3 separate regions of the Mus musculus genome follow, and all the other regions are linked to region 3. Evidence: chromatin contacts called from public targeted proximity ligation data. All regions are on one chromosome and are shown on one strand. The core of a region is the stretch at or near the end of the contact, and the rest is flanking DNA. Distances in the headings are between cores, read along the strand shown.

Region 1 (3,279 bases), core at 239-2,738, 580 kb before region 3:
TATGGAAAAAGACGCAGTAACAGAGAGGATGAGCAAGGCCCCTGTGGGAGGAGGGCATGCAACTTCATAAAGTGTCCTCTTACTCTAATGTTGGTAGACCTTGAACTCCATATGTAGCTAGAGAGGACCTAGGATTCTTGATTTTCCTGCTTTTAATCTGGAATTACAGGTGTGAGCCACCACAATATCATCATTTTATTTTATTTTTTTTCTGAGACAGGGTTTCTCTAGGTAAAATAAACCTTTTTATCATTTTATTTTATTTTATTTTATTTTATTTTATTTTATTTTATTTTATTTTATTTTTAGACAAGTGCAGTTATGGCTGTCCTGGAACTTGTTCTGTAGACCAGGCTGGCCTTGAACTCAGAGATCTGACTGCCTTTGCCTCTGAGTGTGGAAATTAAAGGCGTATACTACTACCTCACCTGGCTAATATCAACATTTCAAAGTTGAAGTAAAAATTTATGCCCACCAATCTTAGATATTTTTCCATTGACTTAGTACAAGGGGACCAGAGCCCAAGAGGTGGGGCCTGGAACTCATTATGTGGACCAGACTGGCCTGAAACACGCAAAGGTCTGCTTGCAGGGATTAAAGGCCTGCACCACTCTGCCCAGCGTATGTTCTGTTCTTAATCCACCCCTTTCAGCCTTGCTACACATCAATGACTCTTAAAGATGCCGCCGAGCTATCGCTTTTCTGAAACTCCTGATTTTGGTGGTTGATTTTCTGGAATGTCATTGGTGCTTGCTCGAGTCATCTCAGCCCTGCATTAGCTACCAAAGTCAAGTAGTTCTGAGAGGGGCTGTATTTGGAGAAACATGCCAGTACTCCTACCAGCCTACTCCCCTCCCACACCCCTGTGCTCTTGGCTTCATGGAAAGACCTTTCCATTTCCTCTCCTATCTGACGTGAGCAGAGAGGCAGCTTCTAAGAAGGGATATGCTTTACGTCCCAAGGGCCCGCGTCTGGGGCTATACGGGGCTCACATGGAAGATTCAGTTCCTCCCTTGCTTGAACTCAAGATTCTTGGAAGCTGGGCTCCTCCCCTTAGAAAAAGACATCCAAGAGAGTCATATAGTAAAAGGAGGCATACTCTCTTTTAAACAAATTTATCAGTTTACCACAGCATAGTACTGAGTTAGCAGGGTCAACAGGCAGCAGTCACTGTCCTCTGCTGTTTGATTGGCGAGCTACTCTCACTAAGAGCCAAGAAAACCCTTTCTGATTAATATCTTGATAAACTACATCTTGTTGTTGTTTTAGTGTTGCTGCCGCTGCTGTGTGCGCGCGTGCGCGTGTGCGTGTGTGTATTGGGGGGGGGGGTGCTGCTGAAACTCTTTTCATTGAATCTTCCCGGATGGTTGCCCATTTGAGTGGAAAGTGTTGACTTATCTAAAGCGGCATTGATGAGGAGGCTTCTGGGATTTTTATTGTGACGTCACACAACGACCAGCTTTGGTGGTTGCTTCCTTCCCCCCCTTTGAGAAACATGAGGACATTAGGCGAGTGAGCAGGAGCCCTGAAGGCGATGGCAGGAAGAGGAATTGCCAAGGTGAATGGAGTCTGAGAACACTAGTTATTGTAAGGGACAGAGTATGTAAAAACACTGAAAAGCCCTTCAGCGGACAGTCACCATTTTGGGACTTCCCACCCCGGTGAGATCTGGGACTGGACAGCTCTGTTGTAGGGGGCTGTCCTGTGCAGGTAAGGTGTTGAGTCTCTGCCTAGTGATACCAGAAGCTCCCTTTCCACGCCTCCAAGCATGATAAAGATCTTTGCACGCTGTAACACATTCCCTGGGAACAAAGTCTCTAGTTGAGAACCGTTTTCTAGATGTACAATTATGAATCTCAAGCGTGGCTTTCTCTCCAGCTTTGTCCATGGTGTCATTTAAGATGACTGAACTCTGACCGCCTTCAGGGGCTCTTCCTCATGGATGGCTCTGCCATCTGACCTTCTGCAGTAAGATCTTTCGTTTGCACTGTCCCATCCTTAGCTTCTCTTTTTTCTCTTCCTTCTCCTCTTTCTTATTCTATGCACGGAATGCAGCTCTGAGCAACCATTCAAGGATAGCTTAACAATCAATTCAGAGTTCTTTTTCCCTGATGTCATCTGTGACACCTTGAATGAAGTCCAGACAAAATTTTTCTAATCATTTCAAAAGAACATGAATGCTTTATTTCTTATCTGGGGTCTTACTGTTCTGCCTAGGGTAGCCTTGAACTCCCAGGCTCAAGTTATGCTCATGACTCAAACTTCTGAGTATTGGAACTAAAAACATATGCCATTACACCCACAGATTAAGTATTTTTTCATTTGAAACAAAAATCTAAGTTTGAGAAACTTATGAGTTCTGAGAGGCCTTCGGAAGGAATGGCAGAGTCACTAATGCTAACAACAGCTCGGGCGCATGGTACACTCTCTATCGGTGCCACAGGCACAATTCGATCCAGTGCACTCTGTCACTGCTCTGTCAGTGCTTTGTAGTTGAGGGCACAGAGGTTTAATGAAGTGATTTATTCAAGTCTCCAGAGCTGAAGGGGCAGCATGAAGAGTTGAACCAAGGCAGCATGACTCTCGGCTGTACTTCGACACCTCCCTCCCTGCCCCCATCATTTAGATGTAGTCCTTAAGGGATAAAGGGTCACCAAATGAGACCTGAGCACAAGAGGAGGGGTGGCTTTTCAGGAGTTCTAAGAAGGCATTGGCTGAGTCCTGAGGCTCCAGCTTGCAGTGGCTGGCCCTATGCAAATAACCAAGTGAATGTGGTCCCATTTCTGTTTCCATCTGTCTTAGTGAAACTGCCTCTGCTTAGCGGGGTGGAGTATTGCTTTCCAGTTTAGAAAGTTAATCTACTGAGGGCAGCTGAAGTGAAGAATATGGTTCAAGAGAGTGACCCAGCTAGCAGGTGTTGGGGGCAGAAGGTGGGGGTGGAGAATGGAGGGCCGCAGAATTGAGAGGAAGTTGAACTTTTGAATCATTTAGGAACATGGGGTGTGTGTGTGTGGGGGGGGGAAGTGTGTGCGTGTGTGGGGGAAGAATCCAAAACTTTAATAGCACCTACACCTTAGCTTTTCTAAATTCTTTTTGAGGCTCATTTTGTATTTTCAATAGAAAAACCAGAAAACCATAGTTTCTAGGATATTTTTTGGTGGCACACACACACACACACCACAAAACAAAACAAAACAAAACAAAACAAAAGACCCACACAAACTTGAAAAGGACCATGGCATCCTTCACCAGTGCAAAAGTAAGCCTGTGTCAGAAATA
Region 2 (3,689 bases), core at 899-3,398, 650 kb before region 3:
AAAAATTAACTTAGCTTTCCCAAGGCAGTTGATATTTATGCTTAATTCCATCAATCCCACAATCTTAAGCTAGAAACCTGTGGGTAGGGCTAGCTGTTGATATGGCCTCTTAAGGGACTTGTCCTGCTAATTTAGCCCTAAAACCCACCCATCTAAAGGTAGAAGGAAAGAGCCAACTCCACATGGAATGTGCTCTACCCCTTACTGTATACATGCTCAATCCACACATCATGCTTTTTATAACATTAATAATATAATATAATATAATCAGTGGATAATAATAGAAAAACATTGGCTAAATAGAACTCAGGGGTATAGTTTGTTTTCCTCGCACCCGTCCCCTTTCTGTAATTTAAATAACTTATAAAATAAGAATTTTTAAAAGTACAAAGGAGACAATACAAAATGACCATAGTCGCCAATCCTAATGATATTAATAAACACACTGATGTTCTGGTTGGCAGCCATCTGCTCTGAAACGCTCTTTTTTTTTTTATTTCAGATTTTCCCCCAAATTCTTTGAATGTGTGTATGTGTTGCTGGGTATGGAACCCAGGAATTGCAAAAGTTCTAGGGTAGTTTTGATAGCTTCTTTGATAGGGTCAGTATTGTAGGTAGCAGGTAGAATTTTGTCTTTCCAAGTTCAATTTTCTGATTAATGATGTCTTGGTCCTCCCTGGTACATTCAGAGCTTCCTTTCCTGCTTTTAGTATTTGATAGGGAACAGATAACATTTTCATTGTAATGAGTCGACAACTTGATCTTTTTTTCTAGTCGTTCACACTCAGTTTTTTCTGTTACGATACACATGAAAGAAACAACAATTGATGGAGAAGAGCTTGTTAAAATTGGAAAGTTGAATTTGGTAAGTATCCTGCCTTGATGCCACTGTGCTAGTCTTGATTTCTTCCTGGAAAAGCTGAAATTCTCACTTATGTACAGTATTTTCATAGTTAACTTCATCAACTAGCTTTGAAGTGGGAGAAGGAATTTGTTGTGAAAATTTATTTTACTATGATTTAGAACATGGTATAGAGTAAAATATATAAAAGAATACAAATCTTTGAATCTAAATACAATAGATTGACCTTTTTCTTTTTTTAAATTAAAGGTTGATCTTGCAGGAAGTGAAAATATTGGGCGTTCTGGAGCTGTTGACAAGAGGGCCCGGGAAGCTGGAAATATCAACCAATCCCTCTTGACTCTGGGAAGAGTTATTACTGCTCTTGTGGAAAGAACACCTCATATTCCTTATCGAGAATCTAAACTAACTAGAATCCTGCAAGATTCTCTTGGGGGACGTACAAGAACATCTATAATTGCAACCATTTCCCCTGCATCTTTCAATCTTGAGGTAAGCCCTTTGAGAAAATGCAGCAACCGTGGGAACTATAAGCCTTTCTTAGCTGTCATATTTTTAAAGTTCATTTACTGGCTTCCTTCTCTACTATAAAAATTGAACAATCTGGTACAATAAAAAGCCAGTTATGACTTCCAAAGTAGTTTTTTCTTTCTTTTCTTTTTTTCTTTTGCTTCTTCTTTCTTCTTCCTAATTTTTTCTTTCTCCTTCTCCTCCTTCTCCTCCTCCTCTTCTTCCTCCTCTTTCTTTTTTAAATTTTTCGAGACAGGGTTTCTCTGTGTTCCTCTGGCTGTCCTGGAACTCACTCTGTAGACCAGGCTGGCTTCGAACACAGAAATTCGCCTGTCTCTGCCTTCCAAGTGCTGGGATTAAAGGCATGCGCCACCACCGCCCAGCACTGCCAGTGTTCTTAACAAGTGAGCCATCTTATCAGCCCTGGTTTCACAATTTAAAAAAAAAAGAGAGAGATATTGTCTTAGTCAGGGTTTCTATTCCTGCACAAACATCATGACCAAGAAGCAAGTTGGGGAGGAAAGGATTTATTCAGCTTACATTTCCACATTGCTGTTGATCACTAAAGGAAGTCAGGACTGGAACTCAAGCAAGTCAAAAAGCAGGAGCTGATACAGAGGCCACGGAAGGGTTTTTCTTTGCTGGCTTGCTTCCTCTGGCTTGCTCAGCCTGCTCTTTTATAGAACCAAGACTACCAGCCCAGAGATGGCCCCACCCACAAGATGGACCCCCCAACCCCCCATCACTAATTGAGAAAATGCCTTACAGCTGGATCTCATGGAGGCATTTTCTCAACTCAACTGTGATAACTGTGTCAAGTTGACACAAAACTAGTTAGTACATATATGTATATATACACACACATACATACATACACTCATTTGTTTACTTATTTTGTATGTATGTATGTATGTATGTATGTATGTATGTATGTATGTATGTTTTGGGGGTAGGGGGTCTACAAATAGGAGTCAGAAAATAACTTGTGACTGTCAATTCTCCCCTTGTGGACTCCAGCAGGAATCAAGCTCAGGTCATTTGGCTTGGTGGCAAGTGTCTTTGCTCAGTGAGTCATCTTGCTAGCCCTTCATACATTATTTAAACAATCGAACCAAGATCGCTGGGCCTGAAGGAATGACTCAGTGGTTAAGAGATTTGACTGTTTTACCACATGACCAGTGTTTGATTTCCAGCACCCACATGATGACTCACAACTGTTTGTAACTCCATGCTTAGGGATCTCTTGCCCTTTTCTGACTGCCTTAGGCACTAGGCCTGCACACAGTGCACAGACTTACACTCAGGCAAAATACTCATGCACGTCAATAAAAATATTGCTGAATGTCAGTAGTGATGGGTAGTATGTAGGGTTCATTAAGGACTCAGACCAAGTTAAGTCCTTTTGGGGCACTGAATTCTAGTACTTGGCATGTTATTTTCATTACACTATGCAATGTTAAAATTTTTTTATATATCAACACTTCTTTTTTTTTTTAAAGATTTATTTAGTTTATGTATGAGTACACTGTCGATGTCTTCAGACACAGCAGAAGAGAGCATCAGATCTCATTACAGGTTGTGAGCCACCATGTGGTGTCTGGGAATTGAACTCAGGACCTCTGGAAGAGTAACCAGTTCTCTTAGCCACTGAGCCATCTCTTTAGTCCCCTCTTAATTCTTTTTTAATGGGTGCATAATTAATTATGTGGATATAGGTATTGTGTAACACGGTTTCTGGGATCTCATGAACAAATGTCTACTCACCTCAGAGAACACATGCAGACCAAAGTAAAGACATCACCAGAGCTCAACTCGGTGAGCTAGTGGGTTTTATTGGGGTTACTTACCGTAATATGAGTGAGAGATCACTTGTACAAGGACATCTGAATCACCAGAGCCTCCCCATCCTCAGTGTGCATTTGCTCATGACTGTGTAACTTGCCTTCAGCTCAACAGGCTGACAAAGGGGTGGGGGAGGCCTGCTGTCTGCCTCTTCTAGGCAGCGCGGTTTGTTGGTAGTAGCTCTGCTGGTCTGAGAGTGTCTCGCTGGGAGGGGCCCACTGTGTCTAGTTCAGGAACTTTCTGGTCTGAGGGTATCTCTCAGTAGTCCTTACTACGTACAGTGTACTTAGAGAGGGAGGAGCCTGGTATATCTGTTTCAGGAACTTGCATTGTATTTCTGAGCTGCCCTGCAATATGGAATGTAGTAAGACTACCCTTAGAACATCATCCTTAATGAATTTCCTTCCAAGATGAAAGATTTTATCTTTGAGAAAATTGTTACATAAAAGGACATTTTGTTTACTTACCAGTTGGT
Region 3 (3,645 bases), core at 511-3,010:
GTTTTTTTTAACACTGTCAATTTCAGATTATTTCATAATCTGTACAATTTGCCCTAAATTGTGACTTCTCAGTCTTAGCACCCTTTTTCACATGCCAACAATGAAAGGTGCAAATTCTTCATGTTGTGTCAGTATTGTAAGACTGCTTTAAGTTAGATTTTTAAAATTACCACATGCAAATAAATCTAATATGTGTCTCCATAATCTAGAGTCAGAACTATAAACCACACTGTCCAGTAAGAATTTGAATTTTGTTTTCTAGGTCTCTTCTTTTCATCTTCCCTCTCCCGACTCCTCCCTCCCTCCCTCCCTTCTCTCCTCCCTTTTTCTCTTTCTAACTGAACAGCCCTTTAGCAGCTTTGCGTTTCCCATTTTTCCTTTTCTTGCTCACCCTTGGAAGAAAAGATTTGAGAACAGAAATAAAGATTTTCAGAAATGGACAGGAGAGTGGAGAAAGGGGTGAATTACACAGTATTTGCAAGGGAGGAGGAGTCAGATTCCTGGGGTTGGCAGGAAATGTGCCAAGCTGTAGTAAGGAAATGCCTGCCTGTCAAAAGTTCCAGTTCAGCAGGGTGCCCCCACCAAGGGAGCCTGCAACTTGCCAAGACCGCAGCCAAACCCAAGCCATGGCCACCTGCCCCACTAGGGTGGAGGGGGGCATCCTATGATAACAGCTGCCCGTTCCCCTCCCCGGCTCCCTTCCACCGCAATCACAGCTAGTGTCACAGATATCTGTTTGGAATTCCAAGGGGTCTATTAAAGTCCAGCCAGTCTAAACCTTCCCCCTTGTTTTGCAGAGGAACGCTGAGACACAGAGGAATGATGATGTCATTTGCCCAAGGTTATCCAGTGCTGTAGAGCCAGACTCCCAAGCTGCAGATGTGCTTCAGAGCTCCTTTAGGGTGGGCAATCCCAAAGTTACCGAACATATCCAAACAGCCCAACTCCTGGAGATTCAGAACACTAGAGAGAGTTCCTTCATGCCCTACGCAAAGCCCAAATGATGGTAAAAGCAGTATGGAACTGGTTAATAGTGTAATGGTGCCTCCAGCAATTAATGAATTGTTCCCTCCGCTACTCATTTCTCACAGGGAGAGAAAGTTTCAAAACGCACCCACATCTATGCGCACTAACTTTGAACCGACAAAGACCTTCATACTTGAAATCCAGAAGAGTAGCAAATAGAGGTTCCCGAGAGTTTACAGAAATGTCAGGCCATTCGGTGATTCTCCAAGCCCTAGGAAAAGTTAGATTCCCTCAGTAGTGAACGACAGTGACCTGCCCAGGTAAACCTGGGACCGCCAGAGGAACAGAGTTGGCTTGGCTTCACCAGATGCCAAGAGCTGACTTGAAGGAGATTCAAAAGTCTAGCCTTCCATTAAAGGGTTTCAGAAAGAGAAGAAAACGTCGTCGTCTTACCCTTAAAAATGACAGAAACGATAGGATCCGGCTTCCCAAATTTTGTTTTAGGGATGTTAGTGGCAGATTCCACAATCACTCGAAGCATGGCTCGTGGAGAAAGCAAGTCGCAGCCAAGCAGAGAAGACGCGGTGCTGGCGCTGGGCCCTCCGCCCTGGGAGGAGGATGTCTCCCAGCTGGGGGAGGGCTTCCTCGGGCAGGGGGAGGGCTTCTCCCACCGCGGTGGGGGGGTGGTGCAGGGCAGGGGGGTGGGCCTCTGGAGGATTATTTACTGAAAGCCAAGTGTAAACTGATATCCACACTCCCTCCCGGAGTCCACGCAGGCCCACAGGCGCGGCTTATGAATTCAGAAAAGTGTGGACCTGAAAAAGGACACCTCGACGAAAAGAAGTTTTGCGCAGCCAATGAAACGGCGGTGGATTTGGGACGAACTGCAGGCAGTTCAGGAAAACCACAGAGATGTTGTTGCCTTTTAGCAGTAACTCGTGAAACCGAACTCTGTTGGTTTTCTACCACCTCTTGCACTGTTTTACCGAGTCTCGAGGAGTTTTTAAACTATTTAGTCGGGTTTTTAATTTTACTTTTGCCTTTTCTTCTCCTGCTGTTGGACACGCCCCCTCAGCAACACCAAAGACTTTTTAAAAAGCTGCCAAGAGGCGTCCCCTACTGTATATTACAGGAATAGTTAACGTCCAGGTACTGGTTAGAGTCACTAGCCTTGGTTCTTTGCTTTCCCAATGGATTTGCCATAGGAATCCTTCGGAAGAAGGATCCTGGGCCACGGATAGGGGCTGTCCACTATTCTCGAATATGCATTGTCCGCTTAAAGAGAATGAAGTAAGGCCATGCAGCCTGATGGTTAGAGCACATGAGAAGTCCTTTACCACTTTGAACTACATACATCACCTGAGCAAATTTCTTAGCCACCCTCTCCTTCCATGTCTTTATTTGTAAAAATATCTATAAAATGTGTTGTAAGATGCAAGTCCTATGGAGCCTGACAGGTAGCATGAAGAAAATCACACACATCTGCTATAATTTTGTGATTTTTATAGTCTGTTAATGCAAGTCAGTAATTCAGATTATTGCGTTTCATAATGGTCAAATCTGGCTACAGAAACATAGAATCTCTTTTTTGCTTCTGACATACAACCAACTGGAAGCAGAGTTCAAATGTCTCAGGAAAGTCAGACTAAACTCAATCTCAGTGAGTTTCTCAAATCCTTATACAAAGTAAGGAGTTATATACAGAATTGTGTTTAGTGTGCACAGAGAGTCAAGGTGGAATTCAAAAAGCATTGTTTTTGGTAAATTTGACTGGTTTTCCTCCTTTTACTGTGAAACACATTGTTTCTCTAAAAAAAAATTGATAGATCATAAATGTGACCACTTGACAGCCCTCCACATCAAGATAGAGAATGTCACACTTTACAAGCCCCAGGGTATACTACACTTGTGACAGACATTTTTGTCCATCATGAAAATTGCCCTGATTTTCCTTTACTAAGTCAGTTCTTTGACAAGTCCATACATGTAAACAATGCATCTGGATTCCCCTCTCCCTTGCCGTTCTTATCCCCCTTTTCAAACCCTGATCCGTTCTTCCTCTCCTCCTTCCCTACATTTTAGTTTGTGACCTGTGATGGTTTGTATATGCTCAGCCCAGGGAGTGGCACTATTAGGAGGTGTGGCCCTGTTGGAGTAGGTGTGTCACTGTGGGTGTGGGCTATTAGACCCTTGTCCTAACTGCCTGGAAGTCAGTATTCTGCTAGCAGCCTTCAGATGAAGATATAGAACTCTTAGCTCTGCCTGCACCATGCCTGTCTGGATGCTGCCATGCTCCCTCCTTGATGATAACGGACTGAACCTCCGAACATGTAAACCAGCCCCAATTGAATGTTGTCCTTTATAAGACATGCATTGGTCACGGTGTCTGTTCATAGCAGTGAAACCCTAACTAAGACATGACTTATCTAGCTTACCCAGAGCCCCGTGTGGAACCACAGAATTAGGACTACCCACTAAAGCCTGGTACAGTCCCCAGCAAGTACACAACTAAAGACAATGACTCCTCCTCTCCTTGAATCTATCAGTAGCAACAGGTCGATCAAGGACAAGTAGGGCTTCCTGAGTCATTCTCCATCCTGGCTGGCTGATAAAGTTTTGTTCTTATGCAGACCCGGTACATTCACCTGCACTTACTGAGAGTTCCTGAGTAGAATGGCT

What was found.
Region 1: a targeted proximity ligation map of pancreatic cancer cells shows a contact between it and region 3. A contact is called at or near these places in 1 of 39 promoter capture datasets (pre-B cells) and 1 of 130 datasets of targeted methods (pancreatic cancer cells).
Region 2: a targeted proximity ligation map of pancreatic cancer cells shows a contact between it and region 3. A contact is called at or near these places in 5 of 39 promoter capture datasets (cranial neural crest, hippocampal neurons, liver and 1 more), 1 of 484 Hi-C or Micro-C datasets (reprogramming fibroblasts) and 1 of 130 datasets of targeted methods (pancreatic cancer cells).

Annotation. Positions count from the first base shown.
Region 1 is chr19:37,463,766-37,467,044 of GRCm38.p6, forward strand. 1700122C19Rik (RIKEN cDNA 1700122C19 gene) reads left to right here and starts at 1,489. Exons shown (of 2, transcript NR_131009.1): 1 at 1,489-1,558.
Region 2 is chr19:37,389,538-37,393,226 of GRCm38.p6, forward strand. Kif11 (kinesin family member 11) reads left to right here. Exons shown (of 22, transcript NM_010615.2): 7 at 775-865; 8 at 1,112-1,354. Among named protein-coding and RNA genes, the nearest start is that of Kif11, 15 kb to the left of the region's middle.
Region 3 is chr19:38,041,817-38,045,461 of GRCm38.p6, forward strand. It overlaps Myof (myoferlin), which reads right to left and starts at 1,761. Exons shown (of 54, transcript NM_001302140.1): 1 at 1,420-1,761. The coding sequence starts at 1,507.